Regions from separate parts of the Mus musculus genome. Here all the other regions are linked to region 4. The links are chromatin contacts, called in public HiChIP or PLAC-seq and promoter capture Hi-C maps. All regions are on one chromosome and are shown on one strand. Each heading gives the region's core, a stretch centred on a gene start, on an enhancer-like site or on the middle of the called end of the contact. The rest is flanking DNA. Distances are from core to core; before and after follow the strand shown.

Region 1 (2,700 bases), core at 175-2,674, 1.4 Mb before region 4:
TGTAGGAGGTAATATAATAAAAGTGCATAGTAACGATTTTCAAAGAAAAGAGAGAAACAAGATACTCTGCCAATATATCCATTTCTCAATTTAAGAATAAGGAAAGAAAATGTGTTTGGAATGTTACAGGATTATTCAAAAATGTTGTTTCCACTTCAGGTCAACATTGCTTTATTGCCTGTATGTGACACCAACACGTAACTGCTTTACCCTCACTTCTGTCAGCAGCTGAATGTGTCTTCCAATGTTTCTCTTGCCATTTCTACAACACAGGAAAGAACTTCAAACCATTCTTTTTGAAGAAGACAATTTATTGACATTCACTTCAAGATACTAGACACAATTTACTTGGTACAAAGATGATTATTTAAGTGAAACAAAAGTTGTTTTTTGTATTTTTTTATCTTATAGTATTGTTTCTGTGAATGATGTCACAAAAATAACAATAGAAGACTAATAGATGAACTGCATCTCTCTAGATTAAACAAGACTGCAATTGAATGTTTAATTAAAGACAAAGTGGTAATAAGGACATATTTCCAGAGATTCAATCAAATTGTAATACACACACGATCTAGTAAATAAGCCATCATACAATAATTAAAATTTCTAAATAATTAGCTATTGTAATAAGTGCATAGTTAAGCTGATTTAATATTGCTGGGTTCCCCGACCACGTATTTCCATAAAATATTGGTTGCAATACACTTAGCATTGTTGATGGCATCTATTCCTTCATTTCCAAATATTGAGGGGAAGAAGGACAGTCTATGTATACCGAAAGATAACAAATACCCATTTTTTTAAGATCTTCACTAAAATGGCATTGCAGAATTTGACACGGCACTAAGTTTTGTGTTTAGGGGTAACGAGTTTAAAAAACATCTGGAGATGCTGAAATAACCTGCATCCATTTATGTTATTTAGGCTGTAAAATCATATTCAATCTTGACCCACTCAGGAAACGTAACATAAGCGTCCTGCTGATTTTGACAGTCATACAGCAAAAACACCCTCTAATGAGCATTTAATAGTCACCAAAAGTTTTGCATTAAGTACAAAGCCCTTTTGATTACTTATCCCACTAATTTAAAGTAAATGCTTTTACAGATGGCATCTGTTAGGCCGCAGAACGTGCACTGCATTCATATGTCGTCATTGAAAATAGATTCCAGCTTTTCTGAGGAGATTGTAGCGAAAAGATCAAACATGAAACAGGGAGTAAACACTTGCCAGGGAAGTATTTTCTTTAAGTCTTTTCGTAAATACTTATCCAATAAGAGAGAACAATGCTTAGTCTCTGAGAACTAATTGAGAAATACCTTGACAAATTAACACCTACAACCAAATGACCTAGACAAGAGACACAGCTCTGAATCCCACCTCTCATTTTCCTGAGTGTGGAACCATATAATATTTCAGTCTCCTTCAAACTGTATTATGTTACACACATGAAAAATGCCATGAAATGCTTTCAGATGGTAACACAGATCAGGAAAATAACAATGACACATTACAAAGATAAACAATAGAAGGCCAAAGTCTGCCTTACAGGCTAATGAACCGAACTTGAAGGAATGAAATTCCCTGGTATTTAATTAAGAGTTTCAGTGAGTTTCTTTAAATGTTAAAATACAGTATAACAAAGGACTAATATCAACTTTACTATGCTGTGGAATAACCAAATTTTATTTATATGTAAAAAATATTATACCCAATGAGAAAATAAAAAAAAATTGTCCAGTTATCTGAGTTACTTGTGACTGCTCTGTGAAGGCATGTGATAAGACTCTCTTGAACTTCCTATCTCCTCATGAACATGATGGGATATAATAAAAGCCTAAGTAGATTCCCTATATGATAGTTTCTGCTTGGAAATAAAACAAAACTAGCTATTTGCATATGCAAGAGATTGAATTATTTTTAAGTTTAGAAGTATGTAATACAACTGCCAAACCTGACATTACTGTATTGGATATAGTACATAAGCCTCTGCATATGATTTTGTTTTTAACAATGTACTGAGGATGAATGGTGAGATAATTTTATTTGGAAACACGTTTTTTAGTATTTTATTTGCTAAAGTTAAAAAAAAAGTCTTGACTCATTGGCTGCTGTGTCAATGGAGCGAGGGTTGTCAAACTCCCTAGCATCACATTTTAGTAGGTCTCTTTTGTCACAGATTTTAGAATTCGTAGCAGCATGTCACTTTTACTCTCTTAATGACAGTGCACTCTCCAACCACATTTGGAACAAGAAAGAAATAATTGTCTCCAAATATGCCCAAATTTCCCTTGCAAGGGACAAAAGGAAGTTCTCGGTTGACAAGCAATGATACAAACAAATCTAATTAAAATATTAGAATATTATATTAGCAAGTTGTGTTATGTTTAAGAATCTGAGGGAAGTTAGAAATTGGTATGAGCACATTCCACAGTTAAATGAATGAATGATTTGTGATATAACTCATTAAACAAAAAAATCTTCATGAACGTCATTTAGTTTTCTGTATTGTCAACACAAGGTGCACTTAAGTACATATACACTGAAGTAATGTGTACATGTAATGGCAAGGACATGAAAGAATGTACTGTGAAATGTAATAATTGTTTGAATGTAAACTACATTTTTTTAATGATACATGAATCAATTAATCTAAATTTAGCTACCGTGTCCCACTAACTTAAATGTCTCCAAGTT
Region 2 (2,700 bases), core at 86-2,585, 1.4 Mb before region 4:
TAATAATTACATAATTTTCTGCTTCCATTTCCTTCCTAAAAAGCCTTTCCATATACACACCCTAAAGCTCTGACAATTGTATGGATTCTTTTTCATTAATTATTTTTCATATATACATATTTATGAACATACATACATGTAGATACATTTATATACACATTCATAAATGCATAGAGTTTGTTTCTTAATTTATCTAGAGTAGATTAAAATGTGGTGATCCATACCTCTGGAGATTGAAGCAGGAAAATATCAATTAATTTAAGGGATATATAGTGTGTACCAAGCCAGCCAGGGCTACCTAACATGAATCTGTTACAAAAGTATAAAGCAAATAGATTAATTTGACTGTATATGTCTAGATGTGGTTCTATGGAGTGATAACATGGATTAGTGTTATTTATTTTTCAGTTTGAGTTTATAGGTTCAAAGTACTGAAAAAGGAGCCAGCCTTTCAGATCAGGTTTTTTGAACGTCAATGTTCCCTGTACATAGTCTGAATTGGAGTTTCCAAACAAGAGCCATCTCTATAAGATGAAAACGAGATCACAGGCATCACCATACCTCACAGAATTTAGACATTGCCTATTTCCACCCCCAGCCCTGTTAATCTCCCTCTTTTCTACTTACACAGGTCTTTCAGATGTCAAGCCTAGTTTTAAACAATGTCCTCTATATGTGAAAATGTTTTAATATAAAAATATTAGGGGTTGCTGGACAGATGACTCAGCTGTTAACAACATGTTCTGAATGACCACAACAGGTGACTCAAAAGCTCCTGCAACTCTAACTCCAAGTGTATCTCACTCCTATAACCTCATCAGGTACCCTACTACAAATATACAGAACTACACACAGATATGCATAAATTTAAAAAAACTGTAAAAAGATCTATTAGGAATAAAGGATGGTCTTATAATTCTAGAAAACATTATAATTTCTACTGAGTTCTGAGGTCATACTGATGTATAGAAGAAAGCATATCTGTTATTTTGTATTTCAATTAGTTAAAATTAACATGTTATCTAAGGGCCTCATCAACAAGGAAAATATCCAATAACATACATTATACTTGATATTTATGTTTACTTTTCAAAGACAATTTATTGATATTAATATTGTCATCTAATATCATACATTTCATACACTCATATTAGTAGCTACATTCTATATAAGCATCTGTCTTCATGGAACATATCACCCATATATGCTCACTGCTTTTGCTATAATAGCGGATCACCAAAGTTATGTCATTAGCAGTCTATGATTTATGAAGAATTACTCATGGAAACTGCTTCAGCTACCTGGTATTTAGGGTTTGTACTGTTAATTAAAGCCATATGCTATTTTGCTGTGCTGAGCAGGGAATGCCTGGTACTGGAACTGCTGTAGCTGACTTAGCTGAATAGCATTCCATGCATGAGGAGAATAGACCTCATTTGGTTTGTGTCCAAGAAGTGATGTTCTTCATGTGTAGATAAAGTCACTGAGCCTTGTCAGAGAAACATATGTTGAGTTCTTTCTTCCAGAAGAGGGCAAGGAGTTTCTCTCCTCAACCCACGCTCTCATTCTGGCATCCTTATGCTTAATGGCAGTTGGCTCTGTAGCTAGTTGGGGTTAGGGAGCACTTGAAATTCATCAAGCAGCATAAAGCTAAGGAGTCCTTGCAGTAGTTGGATCTATGAACCTGGCCTTGTCAGCACCATGGTCTAAGGGTGTTATGCCCACAGGTCACTGCATTTGTTCATCAAGCAGCAGGAGTGCTGGTAAAGGGGAAGGCAAAGGCCTCGAGGTTCAGAATTGTGGCTTTTATTTCAAATACTTTATTCTCAGACTACCCCAGGAACAAGTTGTGTGACTTATCAGGCTAAACCATCAGGGTGATGAGTAAAATGTTCTGCCTTGTAAATTTGTCAAAAAGTAGGTTAGTTCTGCAGCACATAGGCAGACTACAGAATCTCTCTTACCTGCAACACATTTATTGTATCCTGCAGATATAATAGGTAGTACATATTTATTATATCTTCATGTGATATAGTCCTTTACTATATCAGAAGCAGTTCAACACAGCAATACTGATAAAATTTTCAAATTTCATTTAATTATAGATTTCTAATCATGAAAACAAAACCCTCTTCTGCAATTTTATAGGAAATGTAGCCAGGATATAATGGTGTCCTGTTAATGTTAAGCATCATTGATATAGAGAAGTGAGGTTTTATGTGATGTGGGATGATGTAGTTTCTGTCAAATTTTGGACAATTTTACAAATGTAGGTAACGTGAAAATGAACATTTGACAATTGATTTTCAAGTGTAAGACAGAATAATGTAGAAGCTATTCACTTAGACTCCTCAAAGGCATCATTTGGATTTTGATTTAATTACGACTAGAATTCAATGAAGAATAAAGACCCATTTAGTACACCTTCTACTGTGATAATTTGACCCCTATTTACTAGGTATAATTATTATTACTCCATAGACAAGATATGATTTAGAATTTGAAAATGTCATGCTATAAATTACTTCCATGTATATCAAGATTATTTATTGTTCATGAACATTGAGGTTATTTAACTTACATGTACCAGAAATTTTAAAATCAAATCTTCATTTACTAATATAAGGCTACTCATATACTTGTGGTATGCACTAGCTAAATAAACAAAACTCACCTGCTCATTGGAAAAACGTAACAATG
Region 3 (2,700 bases), core at 173-2,672, 1.8 Mb before region 4:
CACCTATATAGACAGAGCCACAGATGTGCAAACATTGTATCCCCATTCATCCATTGTCCAAAATCTTTGTATTTGGAAAATTGGTAGACTGCTTCCAAAATAAATACCTTGTCACTTGTGACTGATTTCAGTGTTATAGGGTACAAACAAGATCATCAATCTGAATCAGGTTAACTGGGCCATGAAATGAGGCTGGCATGAGATTGCAAGAGTATATTCATAGTCCATCCAGGGACAGCATTCCCTCTCTGATGAAGAAATTAAAATCATAGTAGGCTTTCCAAATGCAGTACTTAAGTTCCTATGGATGACTAGTTTTCAGTATTAAATTGTTAATGCTTCTTTCATTCTCTGCACTATGTTCTTTTCATGTTTTTTCAGATAGGCTTACACACTTTTGTAGCCCTCAGCTCTGCAGTATGAGACTTCAAACCTTCTTCCAGCCTCCACAACACTGTGCTACTTTCATTGTTCAGTTTGAGTGCATATATATTTTTATTTTTTTGTCCGTAGCTCTGCTGATTTTTTACACTCTTTTCCTTAACATTCCCAGTCAAAATCAACAATGTAAGAAGGGATTTCTTAATGCATCCCCATGGTGTGTCATTGCTTGAGTTAGAATATTAAAATGGAAATTCAGCAAATACATAGCATTTACCACAAATGAAGCCAGTAAATCACTGGTTCCCATTACTTGATATGGTATTCTAATTTATGGCTGTTTGGTAAATATTTCTAAATTTAAAGAAGATATCTTGCAAAGTTTGAGGTTGGGTGAAGTACTTGTGATATGCATCAGTGCTTAAGTGATTTAGCTCAGTCGTCACTGTACTAAATCCACCATGTTTGTAAAAGGGACTGCTACATTTTCCCAAAAGATATGCCTGCTCGTGTTTCTTGAGTTCTCCAAAAATAACATCAAAACTAATACAAAGATCTGTTTGGGTAAAACAAAAAATTGTGAATAGGTGTGCTTAATTCAAAATTCTATAATTTTGAATAAATGATAAAAACATTAATATGAAGGCACCATGTAGCATCTAATATAGAAGAGGCAATCACATCATTTACCACAAATGTACAGAAATATAAACAGATACTAACTGAATATGCTTTTTTTTTGTTGTTATTTTTGAGACAGGGTTTCTCTGTGTAATCCTGGCTATCCTGGAGCTCACTCTGTAGACCAGGCTGGCCTTGAACTAAGAGATCTGCTTGCCTCTGCCTCCCAAGTGCTGAGATTAAAGGCATGTACTACCACTGCCCAGCTTGAATATGCCTTTTTAAAGACTAGGAAATCATGAAGTTCAGAGATTTCTCTGCATGCAAGTAAGCATGCTGGAAAGGGGCCACCAGCTCCTACCATAAGGCATTGATTTGCAGCTTCCTGTTGCACTTGAAGTTGGAGGGAGGCCAGAAGGACACCAGGAGAGGAGCAAGAAGTGGTTGGAGGAGAGGGAGAAACAGAAACCAGCAGTTGGGATGAGGTGAGTGACTGCCTTTTCGCAGTAGTCAGAAGATGAAATCTTTCATACCAAAGTGGTTTAGGCTGTCTGAAACTAATGACATGGGGTGGCAAGGAATTTCTCTGCTGGTATAATGATATTTTGAAAAAAAAAATCAATGGAAAGTGGATACAAACAACTGGTTTCATTATTAAAAGCCTGTCTTTTGGCCTGATACAATCATTTTCTCTAAGAGCAGGAAAGATTGTCACTTCCTGCAAAGCAGACATGGAGAGGGTTCAAAAAAAAAAAAAATTCAGCCAAAAGAAAAAAAAAAAATCACATGCCCTTCCCACATTCATCAGTGTCACTCCTGTCACTTTCTCAGGCTTTCCCACACACATCAACACACACACAACACACACACACACACACACACACACACACACACACACACACACTCACGCACACACACACACACACACACGCACACACTCTCACGCACACACATACACACACACACTCACGCACACACTGACACTACAATGAATCAGAGGTGGCTTGAGACACAGTGCTAACCCAGCTACTTTTATTCACTTTGATTTTTAATGATTTCTATTAGATCCATTCCCAGGTCTAAATGTGTATCAACAGAGTAATTCACTTGTTTCTTTTTTTTTTTTCAGAATAAATCAAGGTACTGCCCTCAAGGAAAATTTATTTCTCACAGAATTTAAAAGTATAAAATGCTCAGATGAATCTCAAAATTATATTCAACTGTAAATTTCAGGATGATGTGACACAAATAAAAAATGATCTTGACACTGATGTTCAATTTTCTCATTAGTTAGCTAGCCAATATATGTTTTCATTGACATAAGAGTTAAGAGGAGATAATGTTAGGTCAATTAAAATCAAATTAATAAGGAATTAAATTTTGAACTAAATTTAGTTTTTAAGACTCTGTTACTCTAAGAAAGTTTTAATAGTCTTTTGTACTTTTATGTGATTTTTTTTTTTTTAAGATTTATTTATTTATTATATGTAAGTACACTGTAGCTGTCTTCAGACACTCCAGAAGAGGGCGTCAGATCTTGTTACGGATGGTTGTGAGCCACCATGTGGTTGCTGGGATTTGAACTCTAGACCTTTGGAAGAACAGTCAGGTGCTCTTACCCACTGAGCCATCTCACCAGCCCCCTTTTATGTGATTTAAGTGGAATATAAAGCAATAAATTTTCTTTAGGTATTTATT
Region 4 (2,743 bases), core at 19-2,518:
AAGAAGGCGCCGAGGTATCCCGGCTCAGGGACGCCCCGGGCCCAGCTCCCTTCCTCTAAGGGACGCTCCACCACCCCAGACTCTCAGTTCTTGTCGCCTTCTCGCTGGGCCCCGGCCCGTGGCTCCCGCGCTCCTCGCAAGCGCAGCATCTCTCGGAGCCCGCCAATGTGTGTCTGTAGCCCCGTTAGTGGCAACGTCCTCCGTCCTCGAAAAAGAAAGGAGGCCGGGTAGCGCCATCAGACACCTTACCGGGCATGCCACCAAGTCGCCAGGGCTTTGGGACTCCTAGAGCACTTGAGGTTGGAGCCTAATTAGAGTACCCTTGGAACCCGCGCTCTCAAGATCAACCGGTCCCCACCTAGAGAAATGTGGAAGGGTGGGGGATAGGGGACAGGAGCCCCAGGTTCTAGAAACAGGGTCCAAGGCCTCCTCCCGCCCGGACCATACAGCGTACCCCGGGCGCCGGCCGAGGGCACCGCGGAAGAGAGAAGGCTCGTGGACACCACTTACTTGGAGTTCGAGGAATTCCAGTAGATAGGCTCTAAAACTATCGATCTGGAGATCGCAGTTCTGCACAAAACCATCAAAAGTCCCCAACAGTACTTCCACACAGAGTCCCTCCTGGACCGGGCCATGGCCATGCCCAAGCCGCTCCCAGTTCTGCGCACTCCGGGACGCGTTGGGACCGGCCGCGGGCAGCGACCCCCAATCCTCCGGGGCGGACACGCCGCGCCGCTCCCGCGGTCGCCGAGGCCAGGTGCGCTCACCCTGCGCGTCCCTCAGCGCGCGGGGTGGGGTCGAACGCGCGGGGCGCGGCGGCTCGGCGGACTCGGGGCTCCGGGGCGCTGCGCCGGACGCAGCTGGGACAGTCGGCTCCCGTGCGGCTCCAGGGTGCCGGGCCAGCCGCGGAGGGCGGGCGCGGCGAGGGCACTGGGCCGGGACAAAGGCCCGCAGCGGAGAGACGAGTCGGTGTGAGGCGGCGGGTGCTGCTCCCCGAGAGGGGCCGCCTGACTATAGATCCAGGACAGCGGGCAGTGGCCCGGGCAAGCGAGCGCCGCGTCGGCGCGGTTCCATGTCCTGGAGCGCAGAGATAAAGGGCGCCTCCTGAATCCTCGCAACTCGCGGCCACTAAGCAGTCAGGAGAGCACTGGAACCCCCGCAGGCGTCTGACGCGCGCGGGCCTTTGTGTGCGGGGAGGGCGCCAGGACCCGCTCTGCGCGCAGCTCCGCGATCCGACCGGTGCCTCTGTCCCCGCCGCGGAGAGTCAGCGCGCCGGGCGCGCTGTCAGAGCACTATAAACGCGGGGCCCCGCCCAGTCAAACGCAGCCCATTGGCTCGCCGCGCCGCGAGCGCGCGCTGATTGGGCAGCATTCCCGTCAGTCTGCCGCCCCCTACCCGACACTGGGCACCCAGAGGTAGGGCGCCCCTGACAGGTGAGCCCCGCCCCCAGGACGAGCCCCGCTGGGCGCCGGGCACAGGGTTGGTCGCCTCTTAGCCACTCGCACCAGCAGGGTCACCTCGCCCGGCAAGTGCCTGTGCTGGCGAGTGCCCTCGCTAGGATAGGGCGAGACGTGGTGGACGCAGCGTTCCGCCTTGTGGCGCTCGCTCCCTGCCGCCCCTCGCGCGTATGGCGCCCTGGTACTTGGCGGATCCCTCTGAGCCATTAACTGAGGGCCTTCTAACTTGATTCTGGCACCAAGTGTTCCGGCCCGGTCCGACGCAACTCAAATCAGACTCTCACGAGGCTGAGAGCCTTAGCAGCCCACCGGCAGTGCGAGCCAGTCTGCCGCCCTTCCCGACCCCGAGACCCAACTCCGTGCGCCCGCTCCCTTTCCGGTCCTCTCCCCGCAAGAACAGCGCCTCCAAAGCTCCACTACCAACGTCTGGGAGGACTTTTCTTCACTAGCTCCCGGGACACCCCGCGACCCCACAGTGGCCAGGAAGTTAGGTGTGACCCGGACAACTATCAGTCAGAGAAGTGGCAGTTGTGATACTCGGTTGCTTGCCCAAGACCGATTTTGAAAAACTGAACCACGGCTGTGACTTCTACGGATCCACAGCGCCCACTAGCGCCCACTTTTGCCTCTCCGTACTTCAGAACAAGCCTACCGGTTACAGGATCAAATCTTAAGGATCCAGATATTCCCAAGTCGAAAACCACTTGCTTAAGATGCCCGTTATCAGAGAGAACAAAGTAGGTGGAAGGCACAGTCCCATGTACAGCCCATGGCCCAGCAAAAATTAACCACGTCTCTTCTTACAATGCTGTCCATCAATACCAGAACTTCTTCAAATGGAACTAAGCAGTTTCCACACCGATATCTTTAAAAACAAGCCCCATGATTTAGTTACTAACTACTCCCAACACCCCCCCCGCCCCCTTCATCCTTCTTTAAAACAAATTTCGAGCTTTAAAAAGTGTTGACTTTCAAAAACCTTAATGTAAGTTAGTGTATACTGCAACTACGAATTGGTTTGGAAAAACTCGTTTAAGACCAAAACACAATGTATTGAACACACCAAAATACAGCTTTAAGAAACCCTTTTCTGTAATTACTATTTTTAACTATGCCTGCAATATGATTGTGGGTGGGGAGATGGGATTCACGCTAGGTTAAACAAGGGTTACACACACACACACACACACACACACACACACACACACACACACACACACACACACAGAGTAATGTTTAACTTCCTGACTGAAAAAACTGACAGGAGCTGCTATTTGACCTTTACT
Region 5 (2,700 bases), core at 149-2,648, 1.9 Mb before region 4:
GAAGTAAAATTTTACAGCTTGTATGTAGATGTACCAATCTGTGTATGTGATGCAGCACTGAGAAGATGTAGCCAGGAACAGAACACAGGTAAGTATAAGAAGAGATAAACATTAACTTTATGGCTGTGTTAATCTTAGTCTTACCACAGCACGCGCTACATATGATGGTGTTATAGTTTAGGGGTGAGGGATCATGCTACTGTTGTTTTTTAAGTGGACATGCTGTCAACTTCCTTTCAATTATTTACTTATGAACAGTGGGATGGTTCAGATTGTAAAAGATGCTTCTTGCAAAAACCTGACCACCTTAGTTTGGTCTTTTGAATCCATGTAAAGGTGGAAAGAAGGAAATGACTTCACCTAGTTTTCCTCTATATCCACATGTATATCATGGCATCTATGTATCTATGTATCTATGTATCTATATATCTATGTAACTATGTATCTATGTATCTATATACATGTATGTATGTATGTATGTATGTATGTATGTATGTATCTATCTATCTATCTATCTATCTTTATATCTCTCAATATATATCTCCCACATGCATTAGAGCTCCCCATAAATACACATGAACATACAATAACAATATGTTTAACAAAAAATTTGTATGGCTATAACCACAGTCTTGTGTCACTCTTAGCCTGAAGTATAGAAGCTCTTTATCAGAGGGTAATAGATGTTTCACATTAGAGGTTCTAGTCTCTAGCAGTAGCAGTTCTGTATAATGGGCAGCCAAACTGTTCTGTAATCTGTTAAAACTTCAAGTTATGAGTTAAGGGCCATGCCTGTCATCTTAGCACATTGTGGGCTGAATCAGAAGGACTGAAGCACAATCAAGGTCAGGCAAGACTATGTAATACCCGAGGCAGCCAGAACTATGTGGAAAGGTGTGATATCTAAAATAATTGGGGTGTGTGTGTGTCATAAATTATGTTTTTTAAAAGGCTTTTAAATGAGCTTGTCTAGAGCACAAAGGGAAACAGAAAGAAAAGAGACTCTAGTAAAGTGTCCAGAAGTGATATGTCATAAACAATTACAAATACCACACTGTTGGTCAATGAGGCTGGAGAGACAGGTGCTAAAATGAGCACTAATTTTACTAAAAATAATAGGTGGTTTTCACTACTGTTTTCTAATACACATGTTTAGAACCCGGCATTACGTCCTCTCTGCAATATATTCATAACACGGGGGATTAATAGGAAAAGCAACAGAGGCTGGAGCCGAGGAAAGTTTCATCATGTTTTATATTATTATTTCAACTCTGAATCCAAATAACCAATGCTAACTTCATATGAGGATCGAACAGCAGTAGGAAACTGAAGGAAGACAGGGACTGAGGTAAAAACATTTTGTTTCTGTAATGCTTTTCCTTCGCTGCATTATGGGATCAGATCAATCAGGCAGACATCCAGCCTCTAGGTCTAATGGGAACTATGGTCCACACTCACAATGAGCTGTTGTTAGATGTTAAGACTATGGGCAATTCCACGCCACTTTCCACTCCACTGTACCCAAACATAGCATTGCTGAGCAAACTGTAACAGGAGGATGTGGAATTCAAATTCCCACACCAACTCTCCTCACAAATAAAAATCTGTTTCTTATTAGAAATTTACAGCTAATGTATTTTGCAGAGTCCCCCTGTTCTGAGGTTATTCACACCTGGAATGTAATTCTGAACTACCCAAAGAGAAGCATAACTTTATCCACTCATAAAACACTCAGACTTCAAGACCTCCAAATTTAACTCCTAATAATATTTTAAAAGTCTATTTTTTTCTTTTATTCCTCCCTCTTGTTCTCTTCTTCTGTCATTCCTTTTCTCACTCCCTCCCTCTCCCTCCCTCTGTCCCTCCTCCCCTCCTCACTCTCTCTCTCTTTCCTCCTTGTTTACTTACTAATTTCCCTCTTTTCCCTTTTATTGTAATGGCAAAGAGTTTGACAAGTGGTGTGCAGTACAGTACACTAACCTTGTAGTACATATTGTGAGCATGACTTCTCCATGAATAAATTATTAAATAGACTCAGCTAGTTACTTTATATACAGAAACTTATGTGATAAATTTAAACTTAGAAACTTCTTCAGAATAAAATGGCAAAAGAAAATTTCTTGTAGGTATCTTAGTTCTTGTGAACATTTCAATAGGATGAAATATGCTTTAAAACTGAAACTGGAATATATTTCTTATTTAAGATATGTTTAAGCCAAAGCATAACCATTATTTCTTGCTTTAACATTTGGTGAGGTAAAGTTTTTTTCTCTACTTGGATGGTAAAGTGTTATCTAAAGTGGACTCCATTCATGAAGTTAGTAAGGTAACATAAGTTAGCCCTTGTTAAACCCATCTATATCTATGTCCAACTTTACCAAATAGTAGTGTGATCTTAGGCAAATTAAACAGCCATTCTACATTTTGTGTTGGAATCTCATGTCAAAATAGACTTAGTACACTATCATTTTTATGAGTTAATTTTTTGTGTCCATAGATATTACATTAACAAACCAGTAAAACTTTTTACAGCTTTCTTTTTTTTTCTTTTTTTTAAAAGACATTTTAAATTGAATAGGAATGAATGATGGAGATTTGTGGTACATATAATGTATCCATATCTCTATTCACATGCTTATCTACAGAGTTTGTAGAATATTTAAATCAAAAGATTTATGGATTTGTGGCTATATTCTTTAG
Region 6 (2,700 bases), core at 153-2,652, 1.9 Mb before region 4:
GTTCAGTATGCATATGAATTAATAGCAAATATGAACAAAAAAATCACAAATTCTGAAAATTTTAGCAGCATACTCAAAAGGCTTGACCCTATGAGAGTGGGTTAAACATACTGACAGGCACAGTTCGCACACATCTTTCATTTGTTCAGCAAATTCTTATTTTCATATCACTAATTAAATATTAAGTGTCTAACTACTGGTGTTGAGCCTATGGCATAGATGCTCTTTTTTATTATTTCTTTCATTATGAGTAATAAACCAGCCTTACTAAATCTGAGTCCTACATTAAGTGAACTAATAAAAATAGAACCCTAAGAAGAGGGCCAAGCTTGAGCTGTAATGCTTGCTGTACATCGACCCCTGCAGATACCAGCTCTCCTCCGAACAGTACTAAATGTTCTTCTTTTGTGTGCTATGGAGATGTTTAGTCACCTCAGTATGAGTAGAGAACAAGAAATGCTTTTTTTTTCTTTTTATAATCGCTTTACAGCATAGAGTCTTCACTTGAGAATAGGTCTATAACATAAACTGTGTAACACACAAAAATATTTGTTTCACCTACGACTATAGCAATGCTTGGGTAAGCAATGTAGTTGTGTCTGTGCAGATGTGTGAGCAGGTGCACTCAGCCATGCATCCAGGTGGAGATGCTAGAAGTCACTGCAGGGTATCTCCTTCGTCTTCACCAACTTATTCCTGAAGACAGACACTTACTAAACCTCGATTATTGAGTGGCCATCAAGCCCCTGAGTTCTGTCTATCTTTGTGTCCCAGGATGAGAATTGATGCCACTGTGATGTCTGTCTGTTACATGGGTTTGGGATCAAACTCAAGTCCTCATTCTTACATGATATTACTTTATCCAATCAGCCATTTGCCTACACCTTAATATTACAGCATCCTTAGGAAAAAGTTAAAGTTTTCCATCATTAATTGATGACAAGTTAATCTTGCATAGATTATGAATGTTCAGTTTATATAGTACAAAGTCTTTTCTTCTCAAAGCTCAATAGAAAAATAAATTAATACATAGCTAATAAAAAAGTATTAGTTCCATTAATATTTGTCTTAAATATTTTTAAAACTAATAAGATGTATTAACGTCCAGCTCAATAAATCCTTACTATAATAGGTAGTTACATTTTTCAAAAATATAAATTTTCAAATTAAGAAGAAAAATCATATATGTTATAGAAATGAAGACTAAAATAACCTATACCTATTTGTTAATGTCTCATGAGCTCAGATGTCCTTAAAATTGGAGATTCTGAATGTTATCTACAACTTGAATGTAAATAAATAAAATTATTAACAAAAGAACAAAGACACCCCTCCCAAGCGAAAGTTACCCATGCCACCAATGGTTTGATGTTAGATCTGAACATTGTTTCAAGACATCTGTTAAGAACAGGAAACCACAGGATCCAAGTCCTAGATCAACGCTAACGTCAGACTGCCAGGGGCATGCTAGGTACTGAGGGGAGAATTGATGATGAGCTGTTCTCTTTCTTTGCAAGGAGCAATGATATTCTGAATAACAGTCCAATTTTAATTGAGGCTTTTGTGATAATTTCCACTTCGTCTAAAATATGCTATGGAAAATTGGAGCTTTGTAGTGAATCAAGGGCACTGCTCAATGTTGAATGTTCTCAGTGAAATCACCATGTGAATTGTTCAAGCACCTTTGCCAGAGCTTCATAATTCCTAGTTTGTTTCCCAGGGATATTTTTACTTAACCAGTGACATCAAATATAACATAGAAATTATCTAAGTAGATGAACATTATTTCTGTCCCAATACATTTGGAAATAATGTCCCAAATTATATAGGCTTGTGCTCTATCAATGTGTATGAATGGCTTTGATCGATAATTAAAGATATTCACAAGATATTCTCTTTTTCACCAATAATTGTTTAACTCTATTTCAATGGGGAAATTGCATTAATATCAATGCCATTTTCCCACAGAGAACATTATTTTAAGGTTATTTTTTTCTCTTCAAGAAGACATTCTTTAGAGGGTGGTAGTTGACACAATGTAACTATATCATCTGTTACCTTCTGGAAACCCCTGTTGTCCTTTAATCCTCATTACTAATCTTCTTCAGCATATATTTCAAGTGGTTTACTTGTTTCTTCATTCATTTAGACTCAGTAGTTTCCTTTGGTTTTACTCAATGTATCATCCATTCTATAGTTTTCCTATTTGTGCTTGTTCAAGAGTTTTAAGTTTAGTCCTTGTCTAGAATGACAAGCCTGGAGAGAGGATACATGATGGTAATATTTAATCTTATCCTTTTTTTTATATTTACATTTAAACAATGTATCCCCTTATTTCCCACAATCTCTACCACCCTTTTCTCTTTGAATCTAGAAGAAAGAATATGTTACTCACTATGGTATAAAATTTAATAGTGAAACAACTGGTTACAAAAGCAAATAAACTTTACACACTATGGTAATAGGGTATGCCTTATTTTTTTTTAAAGTTGTTAAAATGTATCAGTGAAGATGCTATGTGTTAAAAGAATGTTTGTTTTTGTTAATGCTATTCATCTCAATGTTCATAGACTTGACTTAAGGTCACTGAATATCAAACTTTCAGTTCTAACTCACTGAGTGAGGTGACCCAGATCCAGAACAACATATTCTGCATGCTTTTTTATATATAGATACTAGGTTCCAGTATTTAGATTTGTA
Region 7 (2,700 bases), core at 164-2,663, 1.7 Mb before region 4:
TATATAAGAGAAACTCCACTGTGCTAAGTCTTTACTCACAGAGGCAAAGTTTCCTCACTTAAAAGAAAAAGCAAAGAAGAAGAAAACATACCCTTGCTACCATCTCTGAAGAGTAAGTGAGTGAACTTTGAGTCAGTAAGGTTGTTCAAGTTGCATGCATTACTATAATCTGTATATGCATTTGAAGCATGAAAGCCAAATGACAACATGACACCAACAACTTTATAGATTTTATGTTCTTACTCTACACATTATTAAGTAACAAATGGAGGAATTTTATTTTAAATTTTTCCCAGTGAGCTATCAGGCCTGATATTTTGTTTATCCATTCTCACTGTAAATTGATGGCAGATCTCTAATTATGTAAATCTTTAATTTTAACCAAATGGAAATATTAAGGAGAACAATTCAGGACAATGGTAAGAAAAAGAAAGACATCAGCTACTGCATTTGGAAGAATTAGTCTTTGCTGACCAGATTAATGAGAAAAGTTTATAGAAAGTAAAAAATTATAACAAAGATGGATAACAAATTCACACCAGGAACCCATGGATGTTTCATTAAATAGAGGCTCTCCTCACACCTGACAGCTTCAGTTCAATATCCATAAACAATATAGTGACAAAGTAAATTCTGTATGCTATCTTCTGAAATCTTTACATAAAATGTGGCATGCACAGAATTCCTCAAACACACAAATAAACAAAAATTAGTAAAAAAAAAAATAATGCCATCTTTAAAGCATTCAAACCACTATTTAAAAATTAAGAAAACCAACGTTTGTTAAGTATAATGAAAATGCTTTGTCAGACATGCATATTTCCTAGTATTTCTTCAAAAGAAAAGCATATGTGAAAAATGCAGGCTGGCTTTATTTTATATCCATTGATCATTAAATTACTCATGCCATACAAAGGAACCTGCCAAGTATTTTAGTTGAGCTGAATGGGTAACAGATTTTTGCTTTATTGCATTGCTTTCTACCATTTCTTGTCTTAAAATATGGTAAATATATTCATTTTAAATTAATTTAGTGAATTGATATTTAGGTAATGTACACATATATCTGTACACACACCCACATACCCACACACACCCACACCCACACACACACACACACACACACAAACAAATATGCACATTGAATATTTTTGAAAGGATTCAAAACATTATTTGAAGTTGATCTTTCTATCCCTACTTTCTGAATCAGGAAGTTCTAACAATTAGTAAAATAAACAGGAAAATTGGGCACCCTGTAATGTATGAATATCGAAAATGTATCAAGATAGCGATAAAAATAGTTTCAAGGAGGGGAATGTTAGACAGCATTTCCATTAGCCAGAGTAAGGGTTAACCTAGGGAGAAAATCAGCATGAGCTCCATCCACATCTCTAACAGATGAAGCATCTGCTTCTGATGAAAGGCTTACAGCTGTGATCAATTTCAGCAGTTGCCTCAATTCGCAGACTTAGGCACATAGTAAAGACCGGATAAAAGGATTCCGAAATGCGTTGTTCTCTCTGATCATTAATCGCTTGTTTAGTCATGAAGATTTTTGATATTTTACTACTGGTTTTTCACATACTGTCCTTTAACTTCTTGCAAGCACAGGGGGGAAATGTTAAGTGAGCACAAAGCAGCATTTTACTTTTTTTCTCTATTGTCTGAGAGCAACGTCACCAGGTTCAAGTATTCAGTTCTCTACCATTCATTTCAAATAACAGTTTACATCTAAACAATAAGTTTAGATGTAAACACTACTAAATAATGTAACTTATGGAAATTTCCACAAATGATTATTGTATATTGTTGAATTTGATGAACTTATTATCAAATGTGATATATGTACTTATCTTTGTGTTTTTTCATTCATCAACCTGCCTGCTCTATTCTGACTTCTCTTCCTCATATTCTTCCTTCTGGTTCTTATTCCTTTTTCAACTAATCTTTAAGAGTGTCTTTATCCTACAAGGTAATTGATGAATTTCTCTCCCACATTTTGTACATGTAGAAATACATGTGTGTGACAAAATAATTGATCTCTTTTTCTTTTAAAGTTTAAACATTTGAATACATGTAACAATATTTGGTATACACTAAAAATATGGTACTGAAATTGAGAATTAATTGCTAGACAAGATAAAAATCACATTAAAAAAAGAGCAACTGATGTTATGATCCTGTCTAAGCTTAGTAAATTTTGCTTAACTAACACAAAAAAAATAAAAAGTCCTTGTTGATCTTTAATGCATAAAGAGTTATGCTAAGTTGCAAATAAATACCAAGGGGACTTATTTTAGGTTTGTTTCTAAGGTGAAACAGGGTACTACGTGCCAACATGTGTTTAATCTATTATATAATTTTATTACTATCTATTTTACCATCCCTTCCGAAAATGTTTCTAGCACAAAATTTGGAGGAGAACACTAAATAAAAGTCATTTAGAGCAAATGCTGAAAGTATAAAGCTTTGGTAGAATCATGTGACAGCTATCCCAGTTATGAGCGGTGATAGTTCAAATCACAGTTGTTAAAACTTTAAAAGATTTTTACAAGGATTTTAAAATGAAAGAATTCCATATGTTCTAGTGATCCCATGGAACTGATAAAAATCATTGCTATCAATGAAAATAAAGAGCCAATCTGGAAAATCACCACCCCAATGTGGAAAATTACATGTATCAAATTCATGTATGAGGTA

What was found. Promoter capture Hi-C pulls out the DNA fragments that hold promoters and counts their contacts. HiChIP or PLAC-seq counts read pairs in DNA pulled down with a chosen protein or histone mark.
Region 1: an H3K4me3 HiChIP or PLAC-seq map of craniofacial prominence shows a contact between it and region 4, with 10 times the contacts expected there. The contact joins the enhancer-like site here to the promoter of Efnb2 in region 4. A contact is called at or near these places in 7 of 39 promoter capture datasets (cranial neural crest, frontonasal cranial neural crest, hippocampal neurons and 4 more), 8 of 115 datasets of contacts at active chromatin or transcription factors (craniofacial prominence, embryonic forebrain, embryonic limb bud and 2 more) and 1 of 9 other capture datasets (embryonic stem cells).
Region 2: a contact with region 4 is called in an H3K4me3 HiChIP or PLAC-seq map of embryonic limb bud, with 7 times the contacts expected there. The contact joins the enhancer-like site here to the promoter of Efnb2 in region 4. A contact is called at or near these places in 9 of 39 promoter capture datasets (the 3T3-L1 cell line, 3T3-L1-derived adipocytes, cranial neural crest and 5 more), 1 of 484 Hi-C or Micro-C datasets (neural progenitor cells), 8 of 115 datasets of contacts at active chromatin or transcription factors (craniofacial prominence, embryonic forebrain, embryonic limb bud and 4 more) and 1 of 9 other capture datasets (embryonic stem cells).
Region 3: an H3K4me3 HiChIP or PLAC-seq map of embryonic forebrain shows a contact between it and region 4, with 11 times the contacts expected there. The contact joins the enhancer-like site here to the promoter of Efnb2 in region 4. A contact is called at or near these places in 9 of 39 promoter capture datasets (the 3T3-L1 cell line, 3T3-L1-derived adipocytes, cranial neural crest and 4 more), 2 of 484 Hi-C or Micro-C datasets (cerebellar granule neurons and myocytes), 7 of 115 datasets of contacts at active chromatin or transcription factors (SST interneurons, astrocytes, cardiomyocytes and 4 more) and 1 of 9 other capture datasets (embryonic stem cells).
Region 5: a contact with region 4 is called in an H3K4me3 HiChIP or PLAC-seq map of embryonic limb bud, with 10 times the contacts expected there. The contact joins the enhancer-like site here to the promoter of Efnb2 in region 4. A contact is called at or near these places in 5 of 39 promoter capture datasets (the 3T3-L1 cell line, cranial neural crest, hippocampal neurons and 2 more), 5 of 484 Hi-C or Micro-C datasets (the C2C12 cell line, cardiomyocytes, cerebral cortex and 2 more), 6 of 115 datasets of contacts at active chromatin or transcription factors (the NIH/3T3 cell line, embryonic forebrain, embryonic limb bud and 3 more) and 1 of 9 other capture datasets (embryonic stem cells).
Region 6: a promoter capture Hi-C map of hippocampal neurons shows a contact between it and region 4, with 9 times the contacts expected there. The contact joins the enhancer-like site here to the promoter of Efnb2 in region 4. A contact is called at or near these places in 10 of 39 promoter capture datasets (the 3T3-L1 cell line, 3T3-L1-derived adipocytes, cranial neural crest and 5 more), 1 of 484 Hi-C or Micro-C datasets (reprogramming fibroblasts) and 3 of 115 datasets of contacts at active chromatin or transcription factors (embryonic forebrain, large pre-B cells and neural tube).
Region 7: an H3K4me3 HiChIP or PLAC-seq map of neural tube shows a contact between it and region 4, with 10 times the contacts expected there. The contact joins the enhancer-like site here to the promoter of Efnb2 in region 4. A contact is called at or near these places in 8 of 39 promoter capture datasets (the 3T3-L1 cell line, 3T3-L1-derived adipocytes, cranial neural crest and 5 more), 1 of 484 Hi-C or Micro-C datasets (cranial neural crest), 8 of 115 datasets of contacts at active chromatin or transcription factors (SST interneurons, astrocytes, embryonic forebrain and 5 more) and 3 of 9 other capture datasets (adipose tissue, embryonic stem cells and liver).

The regions. Positions count from the first base shown.
Region 1 is chr8:7,288,482-7,291,181 of GRCm38.p6, forward strand. No RefSeq gene overlaps it. Among named protein-coding and RNA genes, the nearest start is that of Gm17215, 91 kb to the right of the region's middle. Within about 2 kb of position 1,425, at least 5 of the 459 cell types and tissues checked have an H3K27ac peak or open chromatin away from gene starts, as enhancers often do. A contact at or near this core is called in craniofacial prominence, embryonic limb bud and second pharyngeal arch cranial neural crest, where this site is marked.
Region 2 is chr8:7,308,021-7,310,720 of GRCm38.p6, forward strand. No RefSeq gene overlaps it. Among named protein-coding and RNA genes, the nearest start is that of Gm17215, 72 kb to the right of the region's middle. Within about 2 kb of position 1,336, at least 4 of the 459 cell types and tissues checked have an H3K27ac peak or open chromatin away from gene starts, as enhancers often do. A contact at or near this core is called in embryonic limb bud, where this site is marked.
Region 3 is chr8:6,890,264-6,892,963 of GRCm38.p6, forward strand. No RefSeq gene overlaps it. Among named protein-coding and RNA genes, the nearest start is that of Gm17215, 490 kb to the right of the region's middle. Within about 2 kb of position 1,423, at least 1 of the 459 cell types and tissues checked has an H3K27ac peak or open chromatin away from gene starts, as enhancers often do.
Region 4 is chr8:8,659,974-8,662,716 of GRCm38.p6, forward strand. It overlaps Efnb2 (ephrin B2), which reads right to left and starts at 1,269. Exons shown (of 5, transcript NM_010111.6): 1 at 511-1,269. The coding sequence starts at 641.
Region 5 is chr8:6,801,728-6,804,427 of GRCm38.p6, forward strand. No RefSeq gene overlaps it. Among named protein-coding and RNA genes, the nearest start is that of Gm17215, 580 kb to the right of the region's middle. Within about 2 kb of position 1,399, at least 3 of the 459 cell types and tissues checked have an H3K27ac peak or open chromatin away from gene starts, as enhancers often do. A contact at or near this core is called in embryonic limb bud, where this site is marked.
Region 6 is chr8:6,762,124-6,764,823 of GRCm38.p6, forward strand. No RefSeq gene overlaps it. Among named protein-coding and RNA genes, the nearest start is that of Gm24288, 540 kb to the left of the region's middle. Within about 2 kb of position 1,403, at least 5 of the 459 cell types and tissues checked have an H3K27ac peak or open chromatin away from gene starts, as enhancers often do.
Region 7 is chr8:6,953,013-6,955,712 of GRCm38.p6, forward strand. No RefSeq gene overlaps it. Among named protein-coding and RNA genes, the nearest start is that of Gm17215, 430 kb to the right of the region's middle. Within about 2 kb of position 1,414, at least 5 of the 459 cell types and tissues checked have an H3K27ac peak or open chromatin away from gene starts, as enhancers often do. A contact at or near this core is called in neural tube and second pharyngeal arch cranial neural crest, where this site is marked.